Linked DNA regions of Sus scrofa: all the other regions are linked to region 1. The links are chromatin contacts, called in public promoter capture Hi-C maps. All regions are on one chromosome and are shown on one strand. The core of a region is the stretch at or near the end of the contact, and the rest is flanking DNA. Distances in the headings are between cores, read along the strand shown.

The links. Promoter capture Hi-C pulls out the DNA fragments that hold promoters and counts their contacts.
Region 2: a promoter capture Hi-C map of liver shows a contact between it and region 1, with 5 times the contacts expected there. The contact joins the promoter of ATP6V0D2 here to the promoter of CA3 in region 1. A contact is called at or near these places in 3 of 5 promoter capture datasets (fetal liver and liver), 2 of 47 Hi-C or Micro-C datasets (brain and embryonic fibroblasts) and 1 of 2 datasets of contacts at active chromatin or transcription factors (skeletal muscle).
Region 3: a contact with region 1 is called in a promoter capture Hi-C map of liver, with 7 times the contacts expected there. The contact joins the enhancer-like site here to the promoter of CA3 in region 1. A contact is called at or near these places in 2 of 5 promoter capture datasets (fetal skeletal muscle and liver), 6 of 47 Hi-C or Micro-C datasets (embryonic fibroblasts, fetal heart ventricle, fibroblasts and 3 more) and 1 of 2 datasets of contacts at active chromatin or transcription factors (skeletal muscle).

What each region holds. Positions count from the first base shown.
Region 1 is chr4:51,236,405-51,239,628 of Sscrofa11.1, reverse strand. CA3 (carbonic anhydrase 3) reads left to right here and starts at 1,768. Exons shown (of 7, transcript NM_001008688.1): 1 at 1,768-1,867; 2 at 2,594-2,791. The coding sequence starts at 1,834.
Region 2 is chr4:50,747,859-50,751,082 of Sscrofa11.1, reverse strand. ATP6V0D2 (V-type proton ATPase subunit d 2) reads left to right here and starts at 1,710. Exons shown (of 8, transcript XM_003125581.4): 1 at 1,710-2,292. The coding sequence starts at 2,163.
Region 3 is chr4:50,881,300-50,884,523 of Sscrofa11.1, reverse strand. No RefSeq gene overlaps it. Among named protein-coding and RNA genes, the nearest start is that of ATP6V0D2, 130 kb to the right of the region's middle. Within about 2 kb of position 1,718, at least 3 of the 83 cell types and tissues checked have an H3K27ac peak or open chromatin away from gene starts, as enhancers often do. A contact at or near this core is called in liver, where this site is marked.

The DNA.
Region 1 (3,224 bases), core at 519-3,018:
ATTAAAAATTATATTTGTATTACTACGTATCAAATGACACAAAATTTAGTTACCAACCTTCTAATCACATATACCAGAAAAAGACAGACTGAAACGATTTAATGAATTGGAGCAAGATCATAGTTTGCTAATACAAATAATTATGCACAATATAAGCTCCATTAACCACAAACTACAGAACCACACCATCACGGCAAAGCAAAAACTGGCCCAGATGTGCCAACTCAGTAGCCTTTCTAATCCAACACTGACATATTTGAGCTCAGAGTCTAAGGGCATTTGCATTGCTGTTTGCCTGGATTTTCCAAACCATCTTAGTTCTTGATTCCACACCGCTATTGTGTGGATCAAATAATCCCTAGTCACAAAAATACGCTAGGGAGTGACTCCCCTGGCGTCCAGGTTATGAGCGTGGTCAGTCATTCCACATGCTTTGAGGATGAGCTATCTTTACCATGATGAGAGATTTCCTTTTCAAGTTTTGTAATCTCCAAATACAGAATCTTAGCATCAAGAAAAGTCAAAGTAATTTTAAAAATGTATACTACAACCTTATTCAAAATATCATTGAAATTAGGCTGATCTCTTCTTGCTGCCTTTACTTTTTTTTTTAATTGAAGAAAAATTTTTGCAATATACTCTTAAAATGTAAATATCTTGCATTTCTCCTTCAATGTGAACTATAACCAGACATTTAAAAACGTGTTTTTACCACGTGCACACTGGATATGCCAGTTCAAGTCTACTTTTGCGTGGGTCACTGTATCATGAGACAACTTGGGAGTGCTAGATCAGAATACAAAGCAATTCTGGAAAGCTTTTCCTCTTTTTTTCCTTTCAATCTTTCATTATGTCTTGGAAAATGAAGTCATACGTTTTAAACGGTATGACTCACTTTAGGTGCCTGGCTTTCCAACACTCCAGAACATTATCGATTTTTCCTGAGGAGAGGTACAGCCCACAGAGTTGGTAAATCAGTTCCAAACTCCTGCTCTATGGTAACCTGGATCCAGACCTCTTCCATATTCCCATGACCCAGCCCTGGCGTCCTGCAGACCAAAGGGACCCGCTTAAATTGGGGAATGCCGCTTGGTGTGGTTCAAGGCACCCTGCATCTTCAAGTCTCTTAAAGATAAAGGAATTAAGAAAACCAGCCCTCCGGCCTCTTTTGTCCCATCCTTTGCTCCTAAGATTTTACAAGTTGCCTGCAAAGGAGTCAAACATGGGTCAGGCAAACAAACGTATTCTTTCCAGCCACGGTAACCGGATCGCTGGAGCGAAATAAACCCGCAGAAGCATCCAGAGACCGCAGCCAGACCGCCAGCCTGCACTAAAAGCAACTTCTAAGAGCTGCTGCAAGCGCCGCCTGAGTGCAGCTTTTAGTTGGACGCTAGACACGACTACCCCACCCTATTCCCCCTGCCCCCCCCCCCCAAAAAAAAAAACTGCGTGGAGGAGGGACTGAGGGAGGAGGAGGCGAAAGTCGCCTGCATTTCTGCACGTTGGCGCCGGTGGTTGGAAAGCTCTGCAGCTTTAGGACGCTGGAGGGAGGGATAGAAGAGCCAAGAGCGGCGCCTGCAGGGAAGGAGGGGGGGGGGCTCCGCCCAAGTGCCCCCACCCCGACAGCTGTGCAGCTCTTGGAATTCATTGGCTTCCCCCACCCCGCCTCCCAAATACCACCCCAATCCTGTTTAGCCCCCCGCCCCACCCTCGCTGACCTAATAAGGCCATGCAAGTGTGTGGGGGGAACCTATATAAAAGGTGTGGGTTCGCGGGGACAGTGCACGGCGTGGAAGAGAAAGCAGCAGCCGTCCAGTGCCCACGAAGACGACCATGGCCAAGGAGTGGGGCTACGCCGACCACAATGGTGAGCTTGAGATGGTGCTGTTCAAAAAGGGGGCAACTCTAGAGAGTGCATTGAAAAATGGGGGAGGCGGAGTCGAAGGAAACTAATGTTCACTGAGCACTTACAAAGTGCCAAACGCTGCTGACCCCTTTTACCTTTATCTCACTTAGTTCTCCCCAGTGTGAAGCTGTTATTACTCCCATTGGGGGAAACCAAAGCACAGAGAGGCTGGGTACCTTGTCCAGGTCACAGAGCTTCTGACTGAGAAGTCAGACCTCTGAGGTCCAGTTCTGACTGTCCCCTTCTCCCTGATCCTGGGCAAGCACTTAACCTCTCTGAGCCAGGTGATGATATAAGCAGCTCTGCCTGCAGCTCCTGCCTACCCATGGGAAAAGAACATGGGTGTGCTCTGAAATCCATTTGGGGTCGGTGTTATTTTATTCCAGCTCTAGGATAGAAGAGGACATTAGTAAAACATGTGATGAAGTCCATTTCAAAAATAAGCCTTTGAAGCTATCTTCTTGAGCAAGTAGAGGAAATAAACAGAGTTAAATACAGTCTCCAGGTACACTATTAACAAAGTTATGAAAAGGTCTTAAACTGTGAGCCTTGGGTTGCCTAATCTGAAATCCAGGATCTTTCCGCAATCATTGTCCAACCCCTGTGTATTTTACTGGTTTAGTCAATTAGAAAGAAGGCTTGGATTGCACCACCAAATAAGTAAATCCCCTCAATTTCATTTTCTAGGTCCTGACCACTGGCATGAACTTTACCCAATTGCCAAGGGAGACAACCAATCGCCCATTGAACTGCACACTAAGGACATCAAGCATGACCCTTCTCTGCTGCCCTGGACAGCATCTTATGACCCTGGCTCTGCCAAGACCATCCTGAACAATGGGAAGACCTGCAGGGTTGTATTTGATGATACTTATGACAGGTCAAGTAAGTATGACACTTAAATAGAGACACATGGACCATATTGGCAAAATGTGATTTATGGCACAACGACAGAATTAGTAGGAAGAGGGGGCTCTTCTCTGAAAATGGAAACGACATTTGAATATGCTGTAGTCCTGAAGAATTATGTTTATACATTGGAGGGGAATGTCTCACTTTCTAACCTTGGCCACTTTGCTCCTGCAAAATGGAGCAAAGGTAAAAGCTGGCAGTGCATAGTGAGGTGCTGGTAGTGGGTCCAAATGAGTTTTCTTGAGGCACTGATAGTCTAAACCTGAGAGGTTTTTTGCTTCTTAACCATGGCTCGGAGAGTAAGACCACCATTCCCACACATGGCACAGATTCCATTCTACAAAGCAAGGAACACAGCAAAGACACCAAGTGGGTAATGTCTTCCCCTAGTGTGTGAGTGGGGGCC
Region 2 (3,224 bases), core at 461-2,960, 490 kb after region 1:
CTGAGTCAGACAATGGTTTTTGAATACTAAAGACTATTTCTTCAATTTTTTTGCAATTCACAATGTAACTATAGATACCACACACTTTTAATTTTAATTTCCATTAATGGCATTTTCTGCATCACTTTTTTTTTTCTTGGCTGCTCTGAGGCATATGGATTTCCCAGGCTAGGATCAGATTTGAGCTGCAGTTGCAAACTACTTGACAGCTTCAGCAATACTAGTTCTTTTAACCCACTGTGCCAGGCTGGGGATCAAACCATTTGCTGGTGCTGCAGAGATGCTGCCGATCCTGCCACAGTGGGAACTCTTTCATCACTATTTTAATTCTGAACAATAACCAGCAACAAATCAAACCCTAATTTGTAGCTTTTGCCTCTTTTCATGGTGGAAAACTCCCACTATGGTCCCCTCTAAGCTACCATTGGGACATCATGAAACCCAGAGTTGCATGTACCCTTTTAGACAGAATATCTACCATATACATACAAGAGGTATAAATTACCTCAAGTGCATAAATAAAAGTAATTAGGAAATGATGTCTTTGTTTTAATAATTTATTTATTTGATTGTAAGTTTGTATCAAATTGAACTATATAAAATTGCTGTTATGCAACTTTTTTTTTTTTTTTTTTTTTTTTTTTTTTTTTTTTTTTTTTGCATGTGGAAATTACTAGGCCAGGAATCAAACCCAAGCCACAATTGCAACCTATGCCACAGCTGCAGCAATGCTGGGTCCTTAACCCGCTGCATCACATGTGAACTTCCACGATCATTTTTTTAATTTACCAAAGTGGTAAATTCATATATAATTCAATCTAAAACATACCCAGGGAGTTTGGGTGTGTGTGAGTTTGAGTATGCTTTGAGTTTTGAGGTCAAGTTTTGAGTCTGAATTTGAGTTTTGAGTTTGAGTATGTTGGGGGGAGGGTTGGATAATGAAAAAGAAAATAATAACTTCTGTTTATTGAATACGTTCAAAGCTCTACACTGTTTGGTTCTCTGTGATTTCCAACAACTAAAACAGAATTTACATTGACTCAATCATACCGAGCTTCTTTCAGTTTGGAAATATTGAGAAGAGACTGGCGAATTTCTGACCTTTCAGTTAAGAATTTGGCACAACATATGTGAAAGTGAAATACTACATATGTGAAATTGTGATCAGGATCTGTCATATACAGAAGTTCCCAGACCAGGAAATGAACCCATGTCACAGTAGTGACCAGAGCCACAGCAGTGAAAATGCCAAATCCTCAACTGCTAGGCCACCAGGGAACTCTATATTTGATAGAATTTTTGAGCTAAGCATAGAGGAAAACTAACACTCTTTTTTGGCGCATGAAACAACAATTAAGTCCTGGCTTAAATAAACTGCATTCTGAGCTGCCTCAGGGCTTCTGAGAGCTGGTTCCTTATTTGGAATGTGGGTAATACTATCATATTAGTATTTTTCAAAGGTAGTGGCTTATTACTATAGAATCACAAGACTGTGTACCTGCTCCCAGGACTGTTTTCTGGTCTCTGCGCCTAGACTGGGGGTGGGGAGAGAAGCAGGTACCAGGCTTTGGCCAGGTTAAGGCATTCCTGGCCTTTTGTTTTACAAACACCCCATGCTGCTGAACTAGCTTCTCCAGGATCTCCAAACTGCCTACTTGCCTTTGATCTATTTACATTAAGTTAATTTTTTAAAGCCCTTCCTTTCTTTTTAATAGTTCTCAAGATGTTTAAAACTAATGTCATTTACAATGGAAACCTCAGAAGCTTACATGGGAAGAAAAGTTTACAAAATGTTCAGTTGTAGCAGGGGTTCTAGTAGCGAAGCTGGGAAGGCGCTAGTTGCTCTGGTAGGGAAGGAGCAGAGCCCTGACCCGCCCTCACCTGACCTCCTCCCCCGCCTCATAGCAGGGGTTTGGTTCCTGGGTTCACTAAGGTTATCTAGCTGATTCACTGTTGAGGTAAAAACAGGACTGAGCTCATGGTGTTGAAAGCCACTGAAAGCGGAGGAAACTAGTCATGAAAACCCTGACTATCAGCTGAGAGATCACTTCCCAATAACTCCTGGCAAGAGCTAAGTACTTTTCTCCAGGCTGGTGCACGTCTTCAGGGCTGGTCAGGACACAGAGCTGTTTCAGCCTAGGTGGGCAGTGATTGCTTCCTCCATGTTTGAGGGCGCTGAGCTGTACTTCAATGTGGACCATGGCTACCTGGAGGGCTTGGTGCGAGGGTGCAAAGCTGGCCTCCTGACCCAGCAGGACTACATCAACCTGGTCCAGTGTGAGACTCTGGAAGGTAAGTGCTACCCTTTTCACCTTAAAAAAAAGGTGTGTGGGGTGGGGAAGCGGGGGCGGGGGGGGGGGGGGGGGGGGGGATGGACGACTGATGCTGCCTGCTGGAAGCTAGATTGGGGGCTTTAGTCTCAAGGCCTGAGAGTTCTGGGTAGGCTCTTATTCTCAAGGCCAAGACTTCAGGGCTACATGAACTTGGAAGAGCAAAAAAAAAAAAAAAAAAAAAAAAAAAAAAAAAAATTACATCTCTATTTTCGTTATTCCCTAAGTGAAATTTAGCATTTCCTTTTATGACTGCAAGCAACAAATCACAGTAGTTAAAACTTTTGTCACCAATAAAAGGCAGTATGTTCATATCCTTATACAGTTCTTGCAGATACCTTGAAATATCATTTATATTTTCACTATTACAAAATTATACTAGATTTGCACTCCTCCTTGATATTTCATGTCTTAATAAAGAAGCACGTTATATAAATTTTAAATATCTTAACTATATTTTAATATATTTAGTGTCCTTTGAATACTATATATTTTCATTGTACATATTATTTATAAATATTATTTGGAGAATGATTTTACCAAACTGTCCAATGAGCTATAGTTAAGAAACCCCCAAAACCTTGGTCTAGAGAATTTTATTCTATCTCATTTCTCAGTATCTATTAGTATGAGAGTATGTATATTTGAGGTTTTTTTTTAAATAAAGCTTAAGAAAAAAAATCAAGAGACATTGGCATGGGAGTTCTCATTGTGGCGCAGTGGAAAAAAATCTGACTACTATTGCATGAGGATTCAGGTTCGATCCCTGGCCTCGCTCAGTTTGTCAGGGATCCGGCATTGCTGTGAGCTGTGGTGCAGGTAGCAGATTCGGCTCGGATCCCATGTTGCTGTGGCTGTGGCTGTGGCTGGCGGCTGTAGCTCCAATTCAACCCT
Region 3 (3,224 bases), core at 469-2,968, 360 kb after region 1:
TGCTGTACAGGTGGAATGTAATATAAAAGAGATGGGAGTTCCCTAGTGGCTCAGCAGGTTAAGGACCTGGCATTGTCACTGCTGTGGCTCAGGTTCAATCCTTGGCCCAGGAAATTTCTGCATGCAGGGAACATGGCCCCCCAAATAAAGAAAAAAGAGGGAAGTGACAGAAGAAACTGGAGAGGGAAGTATGTACGCACAAAAAGGCCTTGCACTTCATTAAAAAGAGTTATGTATTTATCCCAGTGGGCATGGGAAAGCACCAAAACTTCTTGAGCAAAAGAATCAGATTCTGTTTTATAAAGGTCTGCTGACACCATCATGAGAACTGAACGAATGATAACAGGTGAGAAGGTGGGTGAAGCAGAAGAGAGATGGTGAGATTGGTATGGTAGGCTGCTGAGAGAACAGGTAAGAGATGATGTTCTGATCTAGAGAGATTCAATTTTGACTCTGATTAGCTAAAATCAGATCATCTATATGAAATACTGAACAGAGAAACATTGGGCTAGAGGCATTACTTTAACAGATACTTATTTAGTACCTAGTGTCTGCTAGGAGATGCAGCAGTTGCCAGGGAGAGAAAGATAAACCCTCATTCTAAGAAAGCTCCAAGCCTGAGGAGTGAGACCAGTCAAGTCAACAGCATTGGCATCAGTGAGGTAAGAGCTATATTAAAGCTTAAGGAGTTTCCATTGTGGCTTTGTGGGTTAAGAACACAACATAGCATCCATGAGGATGCAAGTTCCATCCCTGGCCTTGTTCAGTGGGTTAAGATGCAGTGTCACCACAAGCTGTGGTGTAAGCTGCAGATGTGGCTGGGATCCAGTGTTGCCATGGCTATGGCATAGGCCTCCACTGCAGCTCCAATTGAACCCCTAGCCTGGGAACTTTCATATGCCTCAGCTGTGGCTATAAAAAGAAAAAAAAAAAAGGGCAAGAAAGGCTCTGGACACAATGATAGAGGATCTACATTCTCTGATTATCCCAAACACTAACTTCATAAGCGCTAGCATGTGTTTGAACAGCTCCTATGTGCCAAACTGTGGGTATGCCTTACATACACCATCTCCTTAAAGAGCAAGATACTAAAACTTACTTTTAAATGGTCTGTCTCCTCCCTCCAAATATCTTAACTACCCAACACTATTGTAACAAATTATGTTGTGGCTCATTTGTAATACACTAATTTCTTTTTCTTTCTTTCTTTCTTTCTTTCTTTCTTTCTTTCTTTCTTTCTTTCTTTCTTCCTTTTTCTTTCTTTTTTTTTTCTCAGCTACATTAAACACTTTATTTCTTTACCAATACTAATTTGAAGAAAATATGGTAATATTTGTTAAATCTGGTTTGGTAGATGTATAGATGTCTTCTCTATTATTTTCCATACTTTGCTGTGGAGTCCACTCCTTTCTGTGTGACTGAGAAATAGGACTTTTGTATTTCCCAGTTTTTCCCCATGGCTATGATTATCCAAAACACATGATTATGTTAATAAAAAAAAAGGCATTAAAGATAACCTTTTGCAAAGGTACACATTTGGACTGCTAATTACAGCAGCTTAATTTATATTGCTCCCATTTATGGTGGATTTAGCTCTTACTTAACAAGAGCTTAAGAAAACATTAACAGATTGCAAATCTTGTCCCTACTTTTATGCCCCAGTTAACAGCACAGCTGAATATTAACCTCCTAGTTTTATAGAGGACGGAGCCTGAGGTCACTTGGAGCAGCTTGTTCAATCAACAGGCCTGACATGCGTCATGCTGCTGGTCCTGCCACAGGTCCGGATGTAAAACTGGGTTCATTTCTTAAGGACACAACCAGGCTTCCCCTGTGTATCTATGCTGTACATTGCATGGATGTTGGAAGACATGATAATTGGCTGATAAACATTTATGTGGAGGTAAATCTAGCTTTATTTCAAATTGTCTCTGAGATCCTCAGACAACAGATGTCTGTGACAACACCTTTGTCAGTGAAAAGATTTTCTGTTTTACACTTTACATATAATTTTATTCAGTTAAAAGAAACAGGTTTTTATGAGCTGCAAAAGTCCTCTGGTCCCAAGACAATGATCCATCTGCCATCCATGCAAGTTATTTTCATGGCATCAATATTTTTCCCAACTAAACAGCAAGTTCCCTAAAGGCAAAAACATGTATTATATTTATTCTGCAAACCCTAATATGGTACACATGAGATGTGGACAAAATACTCCTGCATTTGGCTTTGCTACTTGTCATCTGTACGTCTTTAGCAAATTCCCTTCACTTCCCCAAGCTTCAGTTTGCTTATGTGTCAAAAGAGGGAATAATACCTTTTGAAAACTAAATTAGATAATAAATTTAAATGATGCTCTGTAAACCTAAATAAATTACCAAATATCATCTAAATTACATTACTAGTACAGGTATTACTGAGTATTATACCCATATAAGTATAATCTTGCTATTGATGATTAAGAGGAACCAGCGAAAACAAATTCCTCTTGTATCTTATGTGGAAAAACTCTCAGAGGTAGAATTTCTGAAAGGAGAAAAAATTTTGCTTTAGATGATTTGTACAGCACTGTCATTTGTGACAATGTCCTTACATTTTTATGATAATAGCAATGATATCAATTATGTCCAGAGATTATAGTGTGGAGGAAATCTATGATATTTATCAAGAAATAAGTTTTTTAACTCAAAATACTGTCCATCATTTGTATTACAATTAGGAAAAAAGGGCAAGAAATATACTTTTCATTACCAAAAATGAAGGAGAAAGGAGATTTAAAGTACTAAAAAAAAATGGAGTTCCCGTTGTGGTGCAGTAGAAATATATCCAACTAGTATCCATGAGGATGTATGTTCAATCCCTGGCCTCACTCAGTGGGTTAAAGATCCAGCATTGCTGTGAGCTGTGGTGTAGGTTATAGACATGGCTCAGATCCTGTGTTGTTTTGGCTGTAGTGTAGGCTGGCAACTGCAGCTCCACTTTGACCCCTAGCCTGGGAACTTCCATGTGCTGTGAGTGGGGCCCTGAAAAGCAAAAAAAAAAAAACGTTTTATCTCAACCTTAGAAGGGAAGACAGCTAATGGATTTATTTCCACCAATGTATCTATCATCTTTATCATTTAAGGTCAGAGATTCCATAGCAGCGTGTCTTCTATTTAACCCACTGTAAGCAAGACAGCTAGTATCTTTCCTGAGTTGGTGCTCAGCTGGAGCTGTCCACTTCC